6 separate regions of the Mus musculus genome follow, and all the other regions are linked to region 1. The links are chromatin contacts, called in public HiChIP or PLAC-seq and promoter capture Hi-C maps. All regions are on one chromosome and are shown on one strand. Each heading gives the region's core, a stretch centred on a gene start, on an enhancer-like site or on the middle of the called end of the contact. The rest is flanking DNA. Distances are from core to core; before and after follow the strand shown. Region 1 holds the start of Plin3 (perilipin 3). Region 2 holds the start of Acsbg3 (acyl-CoA synthetase bubblegum family member 3). Region 3 holds the start of Clpp (caseinolytic mitochondrial matrix peptidase proteolytic subunit). Region 4 holds the start of Crb3 (crumbs family member 3). Region 5 overlaps Rfx2 (regulatory factor X, 2 (influences HLA class II expression)). Region 6 holds the start of Mllt1 (myeloid/lymphoid or mixed-lineage leukemia; translocated to, 1).

What was found. Promoter capture Hi-C pulls out the DNA fragments that hold promoters and counts their contacts. HiChIP or PLAC-seq counts read pairs in DNA pulled down with a chosen protein or histone mark.
Region 2: a promoter capture Hi-C map of embryonic stem cells shows a contact between it and region 1, with 3 times the contacts expected there. The contact joins the promoter of Acsbg3 here to the promoter of Plin3 in region 1. A contact is called at or near these places in 1 of 39 promoter capture datasets (embryonic stem cells), 1 of 484 Hi-C or Micro-C datasets (embryonic stem cells) and 1 of 115 datasets of contacts at active chromatin or transcription factors (bone marrow-derived macrophages).
Region 3: a promoter capture Hi-C map of embryonic stem cells shows a contact between it and region 1, with 4 times the contacts expected there. The contact joins the promoter of Clpp here to the promoter of Plin3 in region 1. A contact is called at or near these places in 3 of 39 promoter capture datasets (embryonic stem cells, hippocampal neurons and liver), 3 of 115 datasets of contacts at active chromatin or transcription factors (astrocytes, embryonic midbrain and pancreatic cancer cells) and 3 of 9 other capture datasets (adipose tissue, liver and pancreatic islet).
Region 4: a promoter capture Hi-C map of liver shows a contact between it and region 1, with 2.3 times the contacts expected there. The contact joins the promoter of Crb3 here to the promoter of Plin3 in region 1. A contact is called at or near these places in 3 of 39 promoter capture datasets (liver and pre-B cells).
Region 5: a contact with region 1 is called in a promoter capture Hi-C map of neural stem cells. The contact joins the enhancer-like site here to the promoter of Plin3 in region 1. A contact is called at or near these places in 2 of 39 promoter capture datasets (erythroid cells and neural stem cells), 1 of 484 Hi-C or Micro-C datasets (nephron progenitors) and 2 of 115 datasets of contacts at active chromatin or transcription factors (pancreatic cancer cells and stem cell-derived neural progenitor cells).
Region 6: a contact with region 1 is called in an HNF4G HiChIP or PLAC-seq map of pancreatic cancer cells. The contact joins the promoter of Mllt1 here to the promoter of Plin3 in region 1. A contact is called at or near these places in 3 of 39 promoter capture datasets (cranial neural crest, liver and pre-B cells), 1 of 115 datasets of contacts at active chromatin or transcription factors (pancreatic cancer cells) and 1 of 9 other capture datasets (adipose tissue).

Annotation. Positions count from the first base shown.
Region 1 is chr17:56,288,444-56,291,778 of GRCm38.p6, reverse strand. Plin3 (perilipin 3) reads left to right here and starts at 1,268. Exons shown (of 8, transcript NM_025836.3): 1 at 1,268-1,325.
Region 2 is chr17:56,873,670-56,877,200 of GRCm38.p6, reverse strand. Acsbg3 (acyl-CoA synthetase bubblegum family member 3) reads right to left here and starts at 1,717. Exons shown (of 14, transcript NM_030141.2): 1 at 1,521-1,717; 2 at 805-1,113. The coding sequence starts at 940. It overlaps Acsbg2 (acyl-CoA synthetase bubblegum family member 2), which reads left to right and starts at 2,754. Exons shown (of 15, transcript NM_001039114.1): 1 at 2,754-3,004.
Region 3 is chr17:56,988,865-56,992,134 of GRCm38.p6, reverse strand. Clpp (caseinolytic mitochondrial matrix peptidase proteolytic subunit) reads right to left here and starts at 1,871. Exons shown (of 6, transcript NM_017393.2): 1 at 1,622-1,871; 2 at 1,458-1,529; 3 at 745-841. The coding sequence starts at 1,807. Gm33509 (a long non-coding RNA gene) reads left to right here and starts at 2,212. Exons shown (of 2, transcript XR_385672.4): 1 at 2,212-2,426.
Region 4 is chr17:57,060,300-57,064,002 of GRCm38.p6, reverse strand. It overlaps Crb3 (crumbs family member 3), which reads right to left and starts at 1,772. Exons shown (of 4, transcript NM_177638.5): 1 at 1,630-1,772; 2 at 1,237-1,408; 3 at 305-366. The coding sequence starts at 1,309.
Region 5 is chr17:56,812,746-56,816,546 of GRCm38.p6, reverse strand. All of the region lies in intron 1 of Rfx2 (regulatory factor X, 2 (influences HLA class II expression)), which reads left to right. Among named protein-coding and RNA genes, the nearest start is that of Rfx2, 16 kb to the left of the region's middle. Within about 2 kb of position 1,741, at least 156 of the 459 cell types and tissues checked have an H3K27ac peak or open chromatin away from gene starts, as enhancers often do. A contact at or near this core is called in neural stem cells, pancreatic cancer cells and stem cell-derived neural progenitor cells, where this site is marked.
Region 6 is chr17:56,933,392-56,936,907 of GRCm38.p6, reverse strand. It overlaps Mllt1 (myeloid/lymphoid or mixed-lineage leukemia; translocated to, 1), which reads left to right and starts at 1,520. Exons shown (of 12, transcript NM_022328.2): 1 at 1,520-1,645. The coding sequence starts at 1,634.

The DNA.
Region 1 (3,335 bases), core at 19-2,518:
CCACTGGTCTCTGAATGCTACCAAGCTGAGAGGGTACAGACTATGTTCCTGGGGCTGCCCTACATGACCTTTGTGTACAGCATGTGCCTAATAATTGTTGAATGCCTGTATACACAGCTAATGAGCCATGGGCCAGGCCCAAGGTTAATAGGACATGCTTTCTACGGCACCGATGGGCCTAGACACGTCAGGGGCACAGAGAGGGAGAGGCGCCATTGTGGAAAGAGAGGAGAGGGGAGCCGTCGGGAGGGGGTCACAGAGAGAAGGTCGCTGTAGGGGACACAGAGTGGAGGGGCTCTGTAAGGGAAGGAACGCAGAGGCGCTAGAGGCACAGAGGGAAGTGGCACCGTTGGGGGACATGGCGGGGAGGGGCGCAGTCGCGAGCAGGGCGCCACCTGGTGGCAACATGCCCCATCCCGCCACTGCCCCTGTGAAGGCGGCATTGTTCACTGGAAGCAGGAAGATAAAGAACTCAGCCTGAGTCAAGGCAGCTCAGAAAAAAAAAGGAGGGGCCGGGCGGAAGTCTGGAAAGATCTGAGGTAACTCAGTAAGGGTGGGTCCTCTCCAGGCCTGGCTCACATCCGTGCATGCGCAGTTGCAAATGCCCGTGCACATTTTCACAACTGCACACGTAGTCACACCCTCAACAAAAATACATTCCCTTCTTTCTTAGCTCCTGCAGCCGTCTGAGGTTAACACTTGGCTTACAGGCCAAGGGGAGAAAGAAGATTTAGGGATGAGAAAAAAAAAAAAGTCCAGGAGGTGTCTGTCTTCAGGAAAGGATTGATCCAGGGGTCCAGGAGCAGAAAGCTGGATACTGCGCATGGCTGGCCATATCAGGGCCTCAGTGCCCTCGTCCAGAGGACTTGGGACAACAAGAACCTCAATCTGGATGACAGCAACTTTTCCTTTAGGACCCAATCAGGGCTGAGGTTCAGGGTGTGTAACCTCCTGGCATTGATTTCCCTGGGTCCGATGGGCTTCTAAAAATGTCACTCAATCAGTCCTTGGATCTGGAAGCCTCTCTAAGGTCTCTGGAAACATGGGAGGATTCAAGGACCCCAGAATGGCACTCCCCTCTCCCCTCCATCTAGGATCAGGACTCCAAGTCTTTCTGGGACTCAACTAATGCAAGCAACCTGGGCTGGGTCGCCTTAGAAGGGTGGGCGGAACTACGCCATAGGGACCTCTGATTGGCCCTCTGTCCTGTCACTCCAAGGCCCCTCCCTCCACGGGGGATGCACAAGGCCGCCCCGCCCCACCCGGTAGATCCAAGCTGGACTTGGTAGGGGAGGTTTCCTCGCTTGGACGACCTGAGGACTTTGGTGAGAGCTGGGGGGCAAGGGGCAGGATCGATCTTGAGGCGCCCTTAGAGAGGAGGGAGAAACGAGGCTTCCTGGGAGGACTCCGGTATCCCAAAAATCCCTGCACGCTAGGAAACCCTACTTCTAGAGACTAACTTTTACCCAAGGACCCAACTTCTGCAGCGCTTCCAACTCTTGGCCTGGCCACCCTAGGACCTTAGCGTCCTCGTCAGTGACGGAGTCCCTGAGCGTCCAAAAAGGTGGATTCCACTGTCCTGGGTCCCCAGAATTAGAGTTGTGTTCAAATGCGAGTCCCGTGTGTCCTGGGCTGCGGCTCCTCCCTCTTCCCCGTGATTCTGAGTCTCCTGTCCCCAAGAACAAACAACCCCGCAGGCACAGTCACAAATAGCTTCACCTGCCGTGCACTAACTAGCCCCAGGCCCTGGATCCTACATAAAGCCAGGCCTGTTCCACAGGAAGCTGTGACCCCCAGCCGAGCATGGTGCCTCCCTCTGTTGGAATCTCTCAAATTTAATGTTTTGTTTCTGTCTTGTTAATTGTTTTTGGAAATGGCCCTACGCTAAACTTAGGGTGCCTTGGAATTTGCCTCCACCAAAAATGCTGGGATGACAGCATTGTCACCAAACCAGGCCGAAAGACTCCCTTAACCACTTCTAAGCCTTGGCTACATGCTGGTTTTTTGACCCTGGGGGCTTTTCTGGCTTTCTTTGCAGAGAAAGTAATCTGGTGGGCGGAGTGTGTGGGGGAGGGTCAGTTTCAGGCAGCTGGAGCCGGGTGTAGAGAGATTAGCTGCCACAAGTGCTCAAAAAGAGCAAAAAGCCCTTGTTTTTCTCCAGCGGCCACCATTGCTTAGGAAGGGGAGCTCCAGGGGTGTCTGACTCCTCAGGCTTTGCCACCCACCTTACCGATGACAGGAAGGCATGACCAGCATCACCTGACTCCCGTGTTGGGAAATCTTTATCGCAAACCTAACTGCTGCGGTTTGCCAGACTAGTTTATTGAGCACCCACTGTGGTTTAGCTGCCGATTTGAGCATTCTGCAGACAACGCCAAGCAATCTCATAAAGCCCAGGCTGGCCTAGAATTCACACACTGGGTAGTGGAAGATGGCTTTGATTTCTAACCTTCCTCAAGTGCTGGGGTGACAGGCATGTGCCATCACACTTGGTGTTTGTTGTTCTGGGGCATCTGGAAGGCCCAGCCCCAGTTTTTAACTGGTTTTTAAACAAATGATATCACCTACCTGTCCTAAAATTCAGACGCCAGGCTTCTACCTCTGTCTGAACTCTGTCCTTAGTCCATTAAGCTTCCTGATCTTCTAACATTCTATGTAAAGACAAGCAGACTCCGGCTGCAAGTGATGATTCAGTAGTTAAGAGCACTTCCTGTTCCCTCAAAGGACCGAGGCTCAGTTCTTAGCACCAGCTTCAGGCTCCTTATGTAACCTAACTCCAGCTGCAGGGGTCTGACTCTCCTGAACTCTGTGGCCACTGCATGCACATAAGCAAAACTAAAATGTAGATCTTTATAAGATGTATTATATTTGTTTATTTTTGCTTTATGTTTTGTTGTAACTGGGTCTCACTCTGTAGACCAGGTTGGCCTGGGACTCACAGAGACCCTCCTGCTCCAACTCCCAAGTGCTGGGATTAAAGGCGCACACCTGGCTTATCTTATTTTGAGTTGTGTGTATGCCCGTGTGGATGTGGTGCCTGTAGAGATCACGTGTCCTTGACCTTGAGTTACAGGTAGTTGTGAATCCCGTGCTATGGGTGCTGGGAATCAAACTCAGATCCTCTGAGAGAGCAATACTTGCTTTGTACCTCCTAACTCCCAACATACTCTTTAAGGAGAGAGAAAGAGAATCTTGGATGTTTCAGACATTTGCCTCTGAACTTCTTGGCTTGCAAGAGGTCTCTGTCTTGAACACACAGGGGCATTTGTTAGACTTGAACACACAGGGACATTTGTTAGTTTGTTTTTGTTTCTAAGTCCCCTTCTGCTGGGACT
Region 2 (3,531 bases), core at 468-2,967, 580 kb before region 1:
GATAGCCCTGGGGCTAATTATATTTGATGTCAATTCCGTTCTCCTGTGAGAGGCCGTGAACAAGGAATGAGTCAGCACTCAGGTGATTTCCAGTAAACTTGCTTCCCGCCTTAATTTGTAAAATAAAGGAGAGCTGATGATTGGGCAGATAAAAGGGAAGGTGGAATTGAAGGTGGGAGAGAGAGAAGGAGAAAATGGAAGAGGGAGAGGATGCAGAGGAGGAGGAAGAAGAAGAAAAGCAGAGCAGAAGCACATGGCCTGGAGATACCTCGAGTTCTAAGGGGTCTCATAGATGTGGAAGACGGTAGTGTAGCGGTAGATCTGCCCAATCTAGGCATACAGCATGTCTTCATATTAATGGTGTTGTGTTTTCATTGCTGGGGCATATTTGGGTTGGAGAGATTTACAGCAACAGTCCCCCACCCTCCACCCTCCACCACCTCAGGTGGATGGAGGTCAAAGGTCACTCCAAAAGACTGGGACAAAGGACAGGAGTGCTGTTCACTGCTCCCTGACCCACAGAAAGGAGAACATGGAGTCAGGGTTACTGTTCCCAAATGGACAAGGCCTTGATGGTTGGTCACATGATCGCCCTGGCAAAGGTCACATGGCCATAGGTATCACCCTTACTCCTTCCCCCGGTTACTTAAGCCCTCTCCACAGGACTTCAACGGCCACTGACCACCTACCCCAGTAGACCAGTGCTGCTCTACTACTGATCCCAGAAGTGTGCCTGGGCTGACAAGAGGACCCTGCTGCCACCCCCACCCTCTCCCTGCACGGGGTGGGGGGCAGGGCTCCCACCTGGGGTCAGTATCTCAAAGTTATCTGCTTGTGCCTTCTTCGATATTGCACTGTGAATTTTGTTCTTCAAGATGGTTTTGGTTTTCAGGATCCTCCTGGAGGTCTGAAGGTTATCTGATTCCTTAGGGTCAGTCATTCCCACGACACAGACCCAGCACAAAGATGTTCACGCACACAGTTACAGAGGGCAGAGGACCAGGTGTCCACAGTGGGGTGTCTGCTTCCTCAAAGGGCGGGGTGGATGGTGGTGGAATTGGCCAGAGAAAGACAGGAACCTCACAGACCAGGATAAGGGAGCAGGAGTGGATGCTGGCAAAAGAAATAAAACAAGCTGGGTGTTAGTGGGGGACATTCCTTGTGTGTGGCGTGTATGCAGACCTGTGGAAGCTAGACAGAGGTCGTCAGCAAATCTCTTCTTCCTCAGCTATGTTCCTTCCATTGAGGCCTGTCTGGCAGTGACCATCCACACCTCTCCCTTCCCGAGCCCATAGCTTGCCTATTGACTAAGCTGACTGCCAGTGAGCAGTAGGGGTCTCCTGTTATAGGTGTATGCTGCTGCACCCAGCTTTTTTTGTGGGAGAGAGGACTGAACTCATGTTCTCCAGTGGTTGAGTGCTGTGTGAACTCAAGGGTAGCCTGGGCTACATGGGACTCTGGAGAGGGGAGTAGAAAAGAAGGGAGAGGAAAGGAGGAGAAAAGAATAGAGTTTCCAGGACCTTCTGTGCCTAGTGGCACCGGCGTTTCCTGAGAGGCTGGGGCAGATGTTGTTGTCCTCAGCCCTCTCTCCCCACCACAGGCTGCCACTTTATCAACTGGTACGACAGTGGTGACTCTTGTCCAGCTCTGTCACCACCTCCCACTGTAGCCACAGAAGGACACGCAGCCCCCCAGACTGGACATCCTCCAGAACATTCCCTTCTACATTTCAAGGCAGTTGTTGTGACATCACTGTGTTCCGTAAGCCAGGGCCACGATGGCAACATGACCCAAGGTCCCCTTCTGGTCATACACCAGAAACCATTGAAATAAGAGACTCAGGTCTGTCACACAGCCATATCCACACAGTAGCCACGCTTCTTAGCTCATGGTCACTGACAGAGGAGGGAGCAAGGGTGTGGACACTCCAGGCTGAGAGGACATCCTGAAAAGATGCCCATGCCAACGTGGAGGAACGATGATGACCCTGTCCAGTGAAATACGCCAGACGAGGGCACATACCCCAGGGTCGCACTTGCAGGCCCCAGAGCAAGTCACAGAGACAGGAAGTGGGTGGTGCAGACCTGGGAAAGGAGGGGAGTGAGCACTGAATTGGGGCAGAGCTTCAGACTGGGGAGACCGAAGGCTCTAGAACTGGATGGTGATGACGGTTTCACAGTGTAAATGCATGTGCATATGGCCTGGGCTACATTTTAACTCCCTGTGTAGCCAAGGATGACCTTGGTCCTCCTGCCTCCACCATCCCCAGTGTTGGTTTGACAGGCATGTGCCATGCCATTCATGTGATGCTTGGAATCCCAGACCTTGCACATGCTATTTGAGCACTACCCACTGGGCTACAGTGCCAGACCCTTTATGGTAGTTTTTTTGTTTTTTTGTTTTTTTTTGGTTTTGAGACTCCCCATAGGTTCTTGAATGGCCCTGTCTGGTTTCATTTCTATTTCTATCGAATGTAATGCACAGTGCTCAACACTGGAGCTGGAAAAACTGTTCAAGCACATACAGATATCTGAATGAATGAATGAATGAATGAATGAATGAATAGATGAGTAAGTACACTGGTGAGTGGCTGAAGATTATATGCATGAATGAAGGAAGGAATGAATGAATGAGGGAATGATGGGTGAAGGAAGCTTACAATCCCCTTCCCCAGGGAGTACTTTTCTCCTGAGGCTGGGTGCAGGGGAGGACGGCCAGTGATGTCATAAGGGGTGTCCTGAGCAGAAGGTTCCAGAAGCCTGAATTATGGAGTTGTGTTGGGTGGGAACCCATCTACCACCATCACCCTGGCTAGACTGAGGGGTGACCAGAGCAAGAAGGGGACAACACACACACACACATACACACACACACACACACACACACACACACACACACACACACGCTTCTGGGACCACCCACCACTGACCAACTCTGTGGAAGGAGAACTACCTTGCTGACCAGATGTCTCCATCTGTGACACCTGGCCACCTTGTGAAAGTTGGTAAGGTTCCTGAGAGGATCTCTGCGTGGGGCACGTGACCGTGACAGAACGGAGCCCACATTTAGGGAAGGCCAGAGTTTAGTTTTTCCCTAAGAAGGCAAGACTGCCTTAAGCTCCCTATACTCCTGCACTAAAGGTGAGGACTTAGGCTCTAGAACCTGTAGCTGAACACCATAAAAGCTGAACGTGGACGAGCCCACCTGCAGCACCAGCACCTGCCGTACTCAGTGTCAAACAACAGACAGAGACCCCGTGGCACTGTGGCAATGTGCATTGTTTTGGGTGTCTGTAGGGTCCTACCGTGTCTGCCGCATGCAAGGGATGTCTGAAGTCCATTTTGTGTATTTGTGGCCAACTTGGGCTGCTCCCTTTGAGGCACTATCTCCCACAGAACCAGGAGCTTGCTGAGTGGGTCAGATGGCTGTCCATGAGCTCCAGCAATCCCCCTGCCTCCGTCTCTCCAGAGCTAGGGATACGGATGCACACCACCACACTTGGGATTTTTACATGTGCTGGTGATTCAAAGG
Region 3 (3,270 bases), core at 622-3,121, 700 kb before region 1:
CAGAAATCTGCCTGCCTCAGCCTCCCAAGTGCTGGGATTAAAGGCGTGTGCCACCACCGCCTGGCTTAATATTTTTCTTAAAAATGAACTATTTCTTCAGAGTTTGGTGGTTCAGCTAAACTAAATCCCTAAGGTGAGAGGACTGCAGAGGATCTGGGCTATCTCTGTCTCAAAACAGGCTTTGTTTGTTTGTTTTAATTCAGCTACTCTCGAAGCAAGGGAGACTGCTCAGTTGCTAAAATGTATGTGGACTCAAGTTCAGATCCCCAGTCCCCACAAAGTAGGCATGGCAGCACACACTTGTAATTCTAGCACTAGGGAGGTGGAGGCAGAAGGACCCTCAGGCTCATTGACCCGGTATACTAGCATATTTGGAAAGTTCCAGGCCAGTGAGAGACCGTCTTAGAGTGATTTTTTTCTCTCTCTCTCTTTTTGTTTTTTTTTGTTTTTTTTCGAGAAAGGGTTTCTTTCTTTCTTTCTTACTTTTTTTTGTTTGTTTGTTTTTCGAGATAAGAGTTCTTCTCTGTGTAGCTCTGGCTATCCTGGAACTCACTCTGTAGACCAGGCTGGTCTCGAATTCAGAAATCAGCCTGCCTCTGCCTCCCAAGTGCAGGAATTAAATGTGTGCACTACCATACCCTGCTTTGAGCGATTTTAAATTTTAGATTCTGTAGGAGGCACAAGGCTGCATGTCTTCCCCAAAGGGGCTATCTCTGACCCCACAACCAGGCTGTCCTGGCTTACCTGGGCTGTTGATATACATATGAATGGGCTTCTTGTTGCTTTCAGACTGTAAGAACAACAGCTGGGCAATGACCAGACTGGCCACACTGTCGTCAATCTGCAGGTGGGGAGAGCAGAGGTATCCTCAGGTTGAAGGTGGGATGGATAGAGGCTTAAGGAGTTGAGGCCCTGGGAACCAGGAATTTCCAGCACAGGAAGAGATGGCTGGGGAAGCCCCAGATAGTGGAAGACCCTAAGCTGGGGACAAGACTGGGACGGAGTGCTCTCCTAGCAGGCAAAAGGCCCTGGGTTTAAGCACTGCCTACACCTGGTCTGGTTTAGGAACCTCATCCCTCCCTCAAATGTCCTGTCAGCTACATGGGGAGTTCAAGGCCAGCCTGGGACCCTGACTCAGAAGACCAAAGGATAAACTGAAACAAAGAATGGCTGACAACAGCAGACTATGGTAAGAATGCACATTTTACATTCCAACGTTTGGGAAGCTATGGCAGGACGATGGAAAGGTAGGGGCTAGCCTGTACTACAAAGCAAAAATTTTGCTCAAGTTTTTTTTTTTTTTTTTTAAAGAATGTTTAAGGTCAGGGTCTAGGGCCTAGGGTCTAGGAGGTCACCAAGGATGAGGGGGAAGAGGGGGTTATATGACACAGAGCTTGACAAAGGATAAATGTTGGTGAGACAACAAGGTGTGCCCGGGAAGGACCGGGGTCGCTCACCGGGCCCATGACGCACACGATGCGTTCCCGCAACAGCCTCGAGTATATGTCATAAGCGCGCTCGCCTCGACCCTTCGTGGGAAAAGAAGATGTGAAAGGTCATCCTCCCTTGCACGCCGACCGACTACAAGCCTCCGCGCCATGTCCCCATCAGGTCACCGTACCGTCTGCTCCACCACTATGGGGATGAGCGGGAAAGCTCGCGTCGCAGTTCCATGCAGGCTCCTCCGCAGGGGTGAGCAGCTCACAGCAGTCCATGGCGGGGAGAAATGCACGGCAAGGCGAGACAACAGAGCGCGACATCCGTCCACAGCCACCCGGGCCTCCCCCAGCAGCACTCTGGGCCACATGACGACGCGCACTCCGGCTTGGCTTCCGGAACTACAACACCCGGCGTGCTTTGCGGGAGTCACTGGCTCATCCACTTCCGAGAACAGAATAAGCGGAACTGAAGAAGGCGGGGATAAGTCTGTGGGTGGGGTCCTCGTTAGAGGTAGGCGTTCGAATAAATAAGAAAAACCCGCGTATTAGTCCCATGGAAGTTCTCGGACGAGGTTGCGCTGTTCCCGGTGCCCACGCGGGAAGAAGCTCACGGAGGTGCTCACCAAAGGGTGAGAAGAGGCTTAGGGGACGCACCAGCCCACCACCATCGTCCCGCAGCAATCAGGTCCACGTGCTGGCCTGTAACCAATTGATCTTCCAGAACTACAATTCCCAGCTGCTTTGCGACCCCTGACTCCCGTATAGGCTCGCTAGAGAAAGGAGGAGAGTGTCTCTGGGACAGGACTTAGACCAGGAATCGCCAGGGGATTTATTGAACAATGTAGTTTAGGGCATTGTGAACACTGAGATAGGAGAGGAGGCCTGGATCTTGCCACAAGTTCTGGACGTTCGCTACACCTGTATTCGTTTTCAGAGGGCGTCCAGCTTTCTAGAAGCGTTCCTTTTTTGTCCAAGTAAAACTGGAGGGTAGGTAGACAGTGCCTACTGTCCATGTGCATGGTCCTATACCTTGAGAAATACTGTGCCCGCCATCTCGATCTGTCGCCGTAAGACCAAGATTCTGGGAGCTCCCCCCACCGCCATACCTGCCTCGTCTGTGCCTACGTTGCAGCTGGAGGCTCTTGGAAGAGGTGAAACTGAGCCATTGAACCTGCGACAGTCAGGCAATCACCTCTGCATTCATCTTCTTTGTCTTCCCTGCAACTCTTTTAAAAAAATAATATAGATATAGATATTTAGATATAGATTTATTTATTATTATTCATAAGTACACTGTAGCTGTCTTCAGATGCACCAGAAGAGGGCGTCAGATCTCATTAAGGGTGGTTGTAAGCCACCATGTGGTTGCTGGGATTTGAACTTAGGACCTTGGGAAGAGCAGTCAGTGCAACTCTTTTTAGCAGCCACACTTTTTCCCACGTGTCACTCCCCTCTGCCCTGTGCTAGGCTCCTTTACAATACATCTGTATCGGGCTGAGACATCATGCTCTGCTACCACCTCAGGCACATTCTGGAACTTTCTTAATTGTCGCCTGATGTAAGCATTACTTAAAGCGGTTGCCATGTTCCCTGAGGAAGATACACTTGCGTAACTGGAGACTTGTACCTTTAAATTGCATAAAAGCCAGACATGACCATCAAAAGCCAGAGATGTTTTTCCCTAGAGCTCTCCAAACGACACAGGCTCTTGTCATTACTCTGGGTTGCTCACCATAATTAGATGACAAGACTCAGTTGCTGAAGACACCAGTCACTTTGGTGTCTTCATGGGTCATGCAGAAACCAAACTGGAATTGACCTGGAGATTTCC
Region 4 (3,703 bases), core at 523-3,022, 770 kb before region 1:
TTAAAGGCGTGTGCCACCACTGCCCAGGCAATAAAAAAAATAATTTAAAAGTCAGGGCATCTGCCTAGCACATGGCCTTTTATTTTTCTCTGTATAGGCCTGGCTGTCCTGGAACTCACTTTGTAGACCAGGCTGGCCTTGAACTCAAAAATCCGCCTGCCTCTGCCTCCCAAGTGCTGGGATTAAATGCGTGTGCCACCACCGCCCGGCGCACATGGTCTTTTAATAGTAATGTCTCTCCACTTGTCCCATACTACTCTGGTCTCACACACTTGCTCTTCCTTCTTACACCTTCCCAACTCACCAGGCCCCCGTTGGACTCATCACCTGGGGGTTGAGTTGTGCTATTTGTGAAAGGGTCCGGTGCTGTGGAACAGAAAGAGAAAAAAAAAATCCATGCTGGGGTCTTCTTCACTAGTTATCACTTACACACCACTCAGTCAGACCTTGCAAAACGCCTTCCAAAGTCTCCAGCTGGAATTGAGGCAGCAAGTACAGCCAGGCCACCCACTCCACCCTCGGGTGTGATGCTGGTTTCTCTGGCCACCCTCAGCCCAGCAGGTAATAATCTGACCACCCAGAGTCACCATTGTTAGCCTATTAGAATAGATGGCTTCCAGAACCGTGTCCCCCTCCACCATCACTCCGGCCCAGAACCCTTAAGGACCTGGGCGGGGCTCAACCTTTCCCAGGAGTATGTGACTCACAAGGTCCCCCCACCCCCCAGGCTCCCGAAACTGGAACTAGAGACTGAGGGAAGGTCTGGCTGGGTCCACACCTACGGAGGGCCAGCCCTGTCAGCTGGGCTCCCTCCAGGTCCCCCTGACTGCTTAAGACTCTCAACTATGCAGACTCAGGTGCCCAGGCTCTCCCTCCCCTCCTCCACCTCTGGGCTCTGCCCAACAACCCCCAGCTCCTAAATTCCACAAGACTTAAGGACTCAGGAATTCTAGGCTGCGGGTACGGAGCGTTCAGAAAAACGCTGGTTCGAGCCTCAGCAACGTTAAAAGAAAAAAAAAAAAAAACTGGAGAAAAAAAAACTGGAAAAAAAAAAAGTTCGCAGGTCAGCTAAACTAATTTGAAATTCAGCCCTGAAGCTTTCAAACTTGGTCTCCAAACGCATTCCAAGCTCATTCCTCAGACCTGTCGCCCTCTCTGGGTCGCAAATGCCCGGCACTTCTGAGTTCAACCCGGGAACCCTCCTCCCACCCGAGCGCTGCCCCGGACAGTACCTACCTGTTAGGCTCCAGCCGGAGGGCAGCATCGGCAAACCAAACGCCAAGAGCACCCCCAGGCCTGGGGTCGCCATGAGTTTAGGCGACGAGTTGGTGACGCCAAGGACAGGACTTCCCCAAGGCGCCAATTCCTACCGCATCTTGGGTCGAGGAGGGCACCTGCGACCCAGGACCTGGGGACCAGACCGGGGTGGGGGGGAGAGGGCGCAGCATAGGGTGAGGGGCTGGACTCAGGCTCGGGGCCCAGCGACAGGCAACCCAATCTTGGAGTGCGCTCCCCGCCCTCGGCGCCAAGGGTCAGAGATTAAAGATTAACTCCCCGACCGCATTCTTGGGCCAGGAAAAGGGAAGGAGGAGGTGGGGACAGGACAGGCTGCGCGCCCTGCCTCCCTACCTGACTCCAGCGTCTGAGAGGGACTTCGCTCAGGTTCCCAATCCCGGGTTCCCAGCTGGAACCCCGAGTCTCCGTCCTTCACCCGGTCGCTCCAGATCCCACCCGCCCCGCCCGCTCACGTGACCCGGAAAGTTTAGTCACCCACCTGGGCAAAGAGCGCACTTCCGGCTTGTGCACCTGAGCCTGGCTGAGAGGGGCGGGGCGAAGAGGGCGGGGCCGCGCCGCCAGAGCACCTGTAACGGGAACCCCATTGCGACCCGGAGCACCGCAGAGGGCGGAAATGAGCAGGTGTAAGCACAGGGGTGCATACCCCGGCGGGGGGCGTGGCGACACTCCAGAAAGATACACACTTATAAGAGGCGGGCTCCGATGGGAAACACTGAAGAACTCACACCCTGAAGTCAGACCTGGGAATGCTAACCTGTATTCTAAATGTATTCTGGAGGCTGAGGCAGGAGGACCCCAAGTTCAAAGCCAGCCTGAATAAACCCTATTTCAAAAGTAAAAGGGGCTGGGAGCGTGGCTCGGGGCCAGAACCCCTGCCTTAAATGGCCTAGTGAAGGTCGCCTTCCAAGAATGTCTTAGTGATTGGATCGCCCCTTACTCAGCCATGAATTCCTCCTTAGCATGCCTGAGACCCCTGGGTTCCATTTTCATCCCATAACCAAAAAAATCAACCAACCTGTACAGGACTAGTTTTGTAGAAAGATACATGTAGGCTTGTAGTCAGAGTGTAATCAGAACACCTGCTTAGATTAAACCCGTGCGGTATTAAAAAAAAAAAAAAAAAAAAAAAAAACCGGACAAAGATCTGTGCAGAATCTCGCCCAGCTTAACGGAAGGCCTTATGTCCACACTGAAGAACATCCGTATGAGGTCCACCTGCCAGGGAAGTGTCTGTGAGGAAGCATGGATTTGGGGCGTCTGCGCAGAAGTAGTGATGTCCCACGGCACCCACACAGAAACTCTTATGCATGGAAACATCTGGTAGCTGGTAGAGGGAGTGGGTGGGACTTTCACCTGTTCACCACAGATGTATGGGCACAGCTTGGGTGGGGACCGCATGACCTCTGGATGTATCTTTGGGTAAAAGGTGGTCATGCACCGGATATGATGGCACGTGATTGCCGTCCCAGCAACTGGGATTCCGAAGCAGGCGAACTGCTGCACATTCAAGGCCAGCGAGGCTACAGAGACCTTGGCTCAAAAGGACAATAACAACAATAGCCATAGAGCTGCAGCTGGAGTTCTGTGGCTAGTTTATCTAGCACATACAAGGCTATATACAACACCCATTGTAGTGTAGCATACGCCTTAGATCCCAGGTGGAGCTCTGTGAGGTCCAGATCAGCCCGGTCTACATAGTAAATTCCGTGGCTACATAGAGAGACTGTGTCTTTGAACAAGAAAAATAAATAAATAAATAAATAAATAAATGAGGCGTCGTCCCTTCCTGGGAGTGGTGGTTTAAACTCTGTTTAAATCTCTGCTCTGGCCCTAAATGGGAATCCAGACTAAGATTTGAAGCTTTTGATTTCTCCACTGTAGCGTGGGAAAAGCTAGTGTCACCTACCTACCTCACAGGGTTTGGGGTAGGTTCGTTACTGAGCAGCGAGTGAAGGGCTCTGGCATGCGCAACGCACTCAATGTGAGCTCTTATTTATTATTCGCGGTCAGACGGACGCCCTTCCCCCTGACGGTGAGACGAAAAACTGCACCCGAAACTTGTGGGCGGGACTTCAGCAGGTGCAACCACAGCCGCCGGCTGAGGCCCCGCCTCCAGAGCCCCTCCTCCTGATCGTTATCTTTAGTGGCGCGGGAGATACTGGTCCGCGACTCCCTTTCCAGGCAGGTCTGCAAAGAGCAGCCTTCAGAGAGTCTGAATTGGGGCGCGGCCCCTTTAAGAATGCCTAGCGGGCTGCGAGCTGCGGGACAGGAGGCCGCGGCGGGTCAACCGGGAAGCCCCGCCTAGGTAGAGCGGACCGCCGCAGCTAGGGCGCATTGACCAATAAGGATTTAACTTTGCAGCCGCGCCGCTCGTTGACCTTGCGTTTCTCTCTCCGAGTGTCACCAA
Region 5 (3,801 bases), core at 492-2,991, 520 kb before region 1:
ACCATCTCAACACAAAAACAAACAAATCAAACATTTCCCAAATATATTTAAAAGAATCCCCATGCCTCTCTTTTTGCCTTTCCAGCGCTCAGAACATTTTATTCCATGTCCCCAGAGTGATCCCGAGCTCCTCTTTTGGAAATTGACTTAACAAAGACCCAAGAATGGAGTCACCAAAAACAGAAGAGGACAGACCTGAGCCTGTCCTGACAGCCCAGAGCTAATGCTGGTGCTGGACTCCCGTTATGGCTGCTCTGGTCCTGCCCCATCAGGCTCTCCAGCCTCTCTGCCCTCTCTCCTGTCATTACACAGTCCCTGCAAGCTGTGATGTAGACCCCCGTCTGTGGCTGAGCACGTGGTGTCTTTTTCTCTCTTTTTGGTCAATTGTATGCTTCTGTGTTGACACCGACCCGACCGTCCACTGCACAAAGATACTTCTCTGATAAGGCTTGGGTGCTGCACTCAACCCTGGCCTCACATCCAGAAAGAGGAGAGACACTTCATTAGAGACATGTTGATACTATGTCCATTTAGCAAGGTGATAGAAGTGGACCCACCTGTGGGGCCTGTGGGTGCCCAGCCATGGGTCCTTGGCCAGGTTTACCAAGTGTGAGTTTCCGTAGGCCCTCATGCCTTTTCCTCTGTTCCATCTTGCTGCCCAAGCCCTAGACAGCTAAGACCCCTGCACTGTTCCTCCTTTGAACAGGAGGTTCCATGGCCTCACCACAGCACCTCCAAAGCCAATGTAGAACACCAGATGTATCCCCAGAGCAGCAGTGGCAATACAGCCACCCCAGCAGTCAGTGACTGCCCCAGTGTCACTGAGCAGCAGCATCCCAGCACTCGGGTGGCAGAGGCAGGGGGATTTCTGAGTTTGAGGCCAGCCTGGTCTACAAAGTGAGCTCCAGGACAGCCAGGGCTACACAGAGAAACCCTGTCTCAGAAAACAAAAAACAAACAAACAACAAACCACCACCACCAAATTCTGACTTCACCGGGGCCCTGTCCTGTCTGCACTGGAAGCCACAGGGCCACTTAATTGACCCATGTTTATTGATGCAGTGCTGGAATGATCCAGCACTGGCCCGGGAGGCTGGACACTGGTTCTGTGCTTTGATTGAATCTGTCTCAAGGGCTACAGAAGTAACTTGTGGGTAAAGGTGCTTGCTGCCAAGCCTAAAAAAATGCAAGTTGGATGCCCAGGACCCACCTAGTGGGAAGAGAAAGCAGACTTCTGTGCATAGCGGGTGCATGCTCACACATACACTACTGAGTAATGTAATTATCAGGGAAAGGAGATGGCTTCAGAGCCTAGGCCCTGCCTGGATGACAAGCTCACTGGCCTTTACAAAGGATGTTGGCCAGGGCTGTTCCTCACATGGGCCTTAAAGGCCGCACCCTCGAGCCCAGCAGGGCCTCTGAAGTCACCCAATTCTTCTTAGCCATTGCTTCTCTCTGGGAGGGCAGAAGACAGAGTAGCAGTCCCTACTCTCCGTGGAGTCCTCTGGGACAGGGCCACCCTGAGCCACTGGTGTGTGCGGCTCCGCTCATGCTTGCTACCTTCTGTGGAGTCCAGGATGTTAGGCAACTGCTCTGATCTTGCACTTTTCTCAAATAGCTTAACCCCTGCTTCTTTGCCTAGAGAAGACTTGTGTGTGACTTGCTGCCTAAGGGTAAACTGAGCCCATCCTTCTTCCTGGTCCAGGACTGGGAAGGGTGGCAGCCGGCCTCAGGATCACTGGGAGCTGAGCGAAGCATTGGTTTGGGCTTCTAGCCTCAGAACAGATCTGGTGAGCTGCCGGTCCATCCTGGTTACTATAGAGAAGAAATTATTTGTCTTGCTGTTCAGGCCTCTGAAAATAATAGATTACATATTTGGAAGGGCTTTCTTTTTTATTTATTTATTTATTTTTATTTTAGATCTGCTTAACGTGAGATAGAGAAGTTGCCCCGGGGATGACATTGTTTGGTTTGGGAAGTATTCTCTGGGTTGCTGGGCAACGGGCGCTTGGAAACGGGAGTGGACTGCGTCGCCCCTGGCAACCGTTGTTACTCAGCAAACAATGAGGGCTGGGCACGCGGCGCCAGAGGCCGGCGCCCGGTTCCCATCCAGCATCTGCATGTGTTTTCTGATTAGATGATGTGGAGGTTCGCGGGAGGGGGTGGGGAGCTGGCAGGTAGCAGGCACCGAGAGTCCCACGGACTCTGATTTTAGTTTTCAGTGGAATTTTAAAGAAACTCTTTTTTTTTCCCCCCGAGACAGGGTTTCTCTGTATAGCCCAGGCTGTCCTGGAACTCACTCTGTAGACCAGGCTGGCCTTGAACTCAGAAATCCACCTGCCTCTGCCTCCTGAGTGCAGGGATTAAAGGCGTTTAAAGAAACTCTTAATTCCTGTGTTTCTAGGGTCTCTATCTGGGCCACTCTGATGGCTGACAAAGCAGAGCAGAGCCCCCAAAACACTCCCACTCGGGACGGGCTGGTGTTGGAACCTGAACCCAGAACACTCTGATCCCCTGTGCTGGGATCCCCCCTGACACTGGGATCCCAGAGTGATCTGATAGGGTACACCAAAGATGCTGGGGCAGGCTCACGACAGGTGCCTCTTGCAGGCCGCTTTCCAGCCCTGGCTGGATCAGGATCAGACCCACCGCCCTCCTACTCCTCCCTGTGGCTAGGGACAGGGACTATTTCCCAGGGCCCCGTTGCTGAGGTAAACACTGGCCTGAGTTCTGTTCAGACACCCTGCCCCCACAAGAAGCTATAAATCCAGACTTGGGAGCAGGGCTGCTCTGAGGGGATTTGGCTGCCACCTTTACTTGGGTCTCGGGTGCTCCCACGATGCACCCTGGAGCCTGTCACTAACTTCCTCTGTACATCACTCACCCCCTACTTTTCAGAAGACTATCATTTGATGCTGAGTGGCTACTGTCTCAGCGGTTTGTTTGTTTGTTTTTGAGCAGGGTCTCTCTGTGTAGCCCTGGCTGTTCTGGAACACAATCTATAGAGCAGGCTGGCCTCGAACTCAGAAATCCACCTGTCTCTGCCTCCCAAGTGCTGAAATTAAAGGCGTGCGCCACCACTGCCTGGGGGCCCAGTGTCCCAGCTATAGTGACTCAGCTTGTGTCTGGGACATTTAAAAGAATTTCAACAGGTTTCTGAACTTTCAGGGTTGCTCCCAGCACTGAATGTGACAGTGTCCTATAAAAATGGAAGCAAGCTCGGTGTATGAAAAACTGAAGGACAAGCCAGCAGCTCTGCTCCATCATACCCAACCCATGGCTAAGATCTAGTGCTCTCTGTGCAGTGGCACGTGCCTGTCACCCCAGTGATTGGGAGGCAGAGAGGAGAGAAGTAGAGTCCCTGGAGTCGAAGCCCAGCCTCACCGACATCATGAGCTTGGGTCAGCCTGGGCTGTGTGAGCTCCTGGCTTATAAGAGTAGACACACAGCACCTTTTTAGTGGATTATCTTACATGTTCTATTTATGTGAGTGTATGTATATCTTCACAGGCATGCCATAGCTCACTTGGGTGGGTCAGAGGGCAGCTTTTGAGAATTGGTTCCCTCCTTCCACCATGTGGATCTCAGGAATTGAATCAGGACATCAGAGCTCAGAGCCATCTCATTGGGCCTAACTGCTTTTTGTTTTTTAATTTCCCATGGAAGTGCTTGCTTTGCCACTTGAGTAAACACTAGCTATACCCTCCCCCATCATCACCAGTCTCAGAGCCCAGAAGATGCTGTGGGGCAGAGGGAAGACCTGTGAGCTGTGCTGTGACTGCCCACAGGCAGGAGGGATGG
Region 6 (3,516 bases), core at 271-2,770, 640 kb before region 1:
ACCACTATCTTGAGGTCACAGTCTTACTGCCTCCACCTCCAAGTGTAGGGGCTTGGTCTGGTACTGCTTGTATTTAGGTGCTAAATTCTGTATCCCAAGGTCTAGTTGCCCCCAAGGAGGAGATCCTCACATACCCCAAGTGATGCTACGTATGTAACCTAGCCTCCCAAGTCAATTAGTCAATAAAAGGCTAAAGCCTGTGACTGGGCAATAGATAGAGGTAGGCAGGTTTTCAGTTACCTGGCTGGAGGTTGCAGGTAGAGAAAGGAGACTAAGAAAGACAGGGAAACTGGAGGAGGCCGCCACGAGAGGAGATGGACCATAAGCATGTGGCCAGGAAAAACAGCACGTCACAAGGGACACATGGGCAGGGATGTAAGTTAGAATAGCTCCAAACTAGTTCCAAACTAGAATAGCTGCACAACCTAGACTTACGGTTTGTAAATAAAATACCTGGATTGTGTGTGTGTCTTTTATTCAGGTTAGCAAAAATTTGTATTGCCTTTTATATCCAAGTTCTAGGATGATAGACATGTATCTCTGCACTTGGCTTATAGAGTCTTGAGGCTAGAACCCAGGGCTTCATCGTTCTAGCAGAGTGCTCTACCAATTATGCCCCAGCCTTGGCCTTCAAGTAAAAAAGTGAAAACAGAGCTGTGGGTGTAGTTCAATGGCGGGAGCCCTGAGTTCAATCCCCAGTTGTCAGTATCCACAGTCTACGGTTGACTACTGACTACCGTTCCTTTCCCTGCGTTGAATGAATGAGACCGCTGATCATTTAGAATGGCTCCGTTTCAGATGTGCACTGTAACAACCACAGAAAGAAGAACCACCTCCGACAAGTTTTTTTGTTTGTTTTTGTTTTTTAAAAGCTTACATTTTAAATGGTGCGTGTCTGTGTGCGAGCGCTAGCACCTGTGTGCAGTGCTTGAGAAGGCCAGAAGAGGTCACTGAAGTCACAGGCTGGTTTTTTACAGATGCACAACCCTAGCCTTTGCAAGGAGAAGTGGGCTGAACCCGCTGGCTTTACAGGATCCAGACCGGTAAACTAACCACCGGCGCTGTCACGCAGGAGCACCGAACATCGCCAGCGCTCCCTCCCTCCGCAGGGCTCGAACTTAAACTCTTAGGGCCTTTTTAGGGACGTCCCCTCTAGAGCCGCTCCCGGGGCGCAGTGCGCAGGCACCGCGCCACGGCCTGGCCCAACCCCTCCACGTGCGGCGCACACCTCGCGCCGCTCAGCAGAGCTCGCCTCGCGCCTCCTTCACTCCCTCCGCCCGCCCCCCTGCGGCGCCGGCTTTCTATTGGCTGACGGCTTCGTCGTTCTGACTGTCGCCCGGCGGGCCCCCACCAGCCCGGAAGTCCCGCCCCACGCGCGGGTCTCTGGCCTTCTGACAGGCTCGGAGGCTTGTCCATCGGCGAGGCCGGGCCCGAGTCGGCGGCTGGGGGCCCGCGGTCGCTGAGCCGCCCGGGCTGGCGGCGGTTTCCGGTTCAGCGCGGCTGGCGGGCGGGCGGGCGGCCCGGAACGGCGGCGGCGGCGGTGCGGCCCCCGACAGACAATGAGAGCGGCGGGGCGTTGCTGAGCGGCGGCAGCGAGAGCGACGCGGGCCCGGGGGCGGGGCGGGCGCCAGTCATGGACAATCAGGTAAGAAGCCTCCGCCCGGGACTGGCCTCCCGCTGCCCTGCGCGGCGTTGTGGCCGGCCCTGCGCGCACACCGCCCCGTGGGCACCGAGTTTGCGCGCGCCCACCCGGATGGGCCCTTCTCCAGCCACTGCGACCCCGGGGCGTCCTTCCCCCATCGCCATCTCGGGATGCCCCTCCTCCACTGTGACCCACGTACCCCTCCCCCATCGCGACCCCAGGTCTGGTGCAGAACCCTTTGGGATCTAACTCAGCACCCCAGTGCCACCCACTCCACACTGGGGAATTCTCTGCCAGCGTAGTGTATCCACACCGCCGCGGCATCTTGAGGGACTCAGCCTGGCTCAGAGCCCCGTGAGACACCCCTTAGAATCCCGGAGTACCCCCTGGGCATCATACAGGAGCTCAGGGCTTCAACACCTTAGGAACTCCATCTCATTCCAGAGTCCCCGGAGGCGCCCCTTAGGAATCCAGTTTACACACAGACTCCTGAAGTGTTTATCAGGATCCCAGGGATTTAGCGCCCTGGGCATCATCACAGCCTGGAACCCTTTGGGATTCCCCTTAGAGCCTTGGTACTACCTTAGCACCCTGGGGATCTCCCGCCTGGTCCACAGCTCTCCAGGAAGACTTTTGGAATCCTATAGCCACTCACAGCACCATGGGGATCCCGTCCTGGCCCCACATCCCCTGGGAAATCATTTAGAATCCCAGTAGAGAATGGAACCCATTGGGATTACAAAGCCACCCAGTCTAGCCGGGAACTCACGTCCCTTATGAATCCAAATCTAGCCAGACTCCCTTCAGAACTCCAGTACACCCCACAGCTCCTGGCATCCTTGTATGGCCCAGAATCTTTGGAAACATGTCTCAGAACTTAAGTGGGTCTTCCAGCCCCTGTGGTCCCTAGCATGAATCAGACTCTGTGGAGAGTCTACACAGAGTCCCCACAGACAGGGCTAGTAACTTTAGGATGCCCCCCCTACATATCCTCTTAGATGCTACACCACCCCAAATAGGGCCTGAGCCTCAATCTTTTTTTGGAAGATTCCTTCTTCCTGGGCCCATGACCCCAAATCTCCCCAAACTCCAGGGAATACCCCCCCCCCAACCAGGTGCTAGCTTCAGGTCTGTTTTGAATGCTCTCTGCCCAGCCACACCCTCTCTCCATCTAAGACACTCACTTCAGTTCACTTTTCCCAGCCTCTTGGGTAGCCTGCCTCCTCTACCTCTTCCCCTCATGTCACCCAGCTCTGTACCATGTGAGCTCCTCCCCATCTTCTTTAGATTCCCCTCACCCAGGGTCACATCCTCCCCCTTCCCTTCCAAAGACGGAACTTCCAGGGGTACCAGTCCTGGGAAGGTGTGGGGCTGTGGGGGTGGCAGCTGATGGCTTCCTCTGCTGTTGGTAAGGGCAGGTTGGGTCATCCCTAGCTGCTGGCACCATGGAGGCGGCTTTGTCTAGTTTGGCCATGTGGCTGTTAGTTTCAGATACATCGGTAGGGACCTCCTGTGTGTCCCACTATCTATGACCTAGGACCACTGGGGCAGGTAGCAGGCATAGCTTTTTTGTCCCTGGTGTGCCTGACTTGCTGCTAGTGAATAGGCTGATTTGCAAGCCTGCTTGCTACCTGGGCTCTTCATTAGTTGAACCACACAAAAAGTCCCTGTTCTTCGGCACCCTCTGCACTCCAAAACTCAGGAGTCCATGTCCTCAATAGAATCCCCAGAGATTGGAGACCATTCCCTCTGTGGTGTCCTGGGTGGCTGTCACTTTGTGGCTGTGATGCTGAGGAAAGGCAGCAATCTCAGGGACAGTGGGGAACAGGATTTGCTCAGGTGTAAGACCCCCAAGAGCTGCTGGTGCTCAGCTG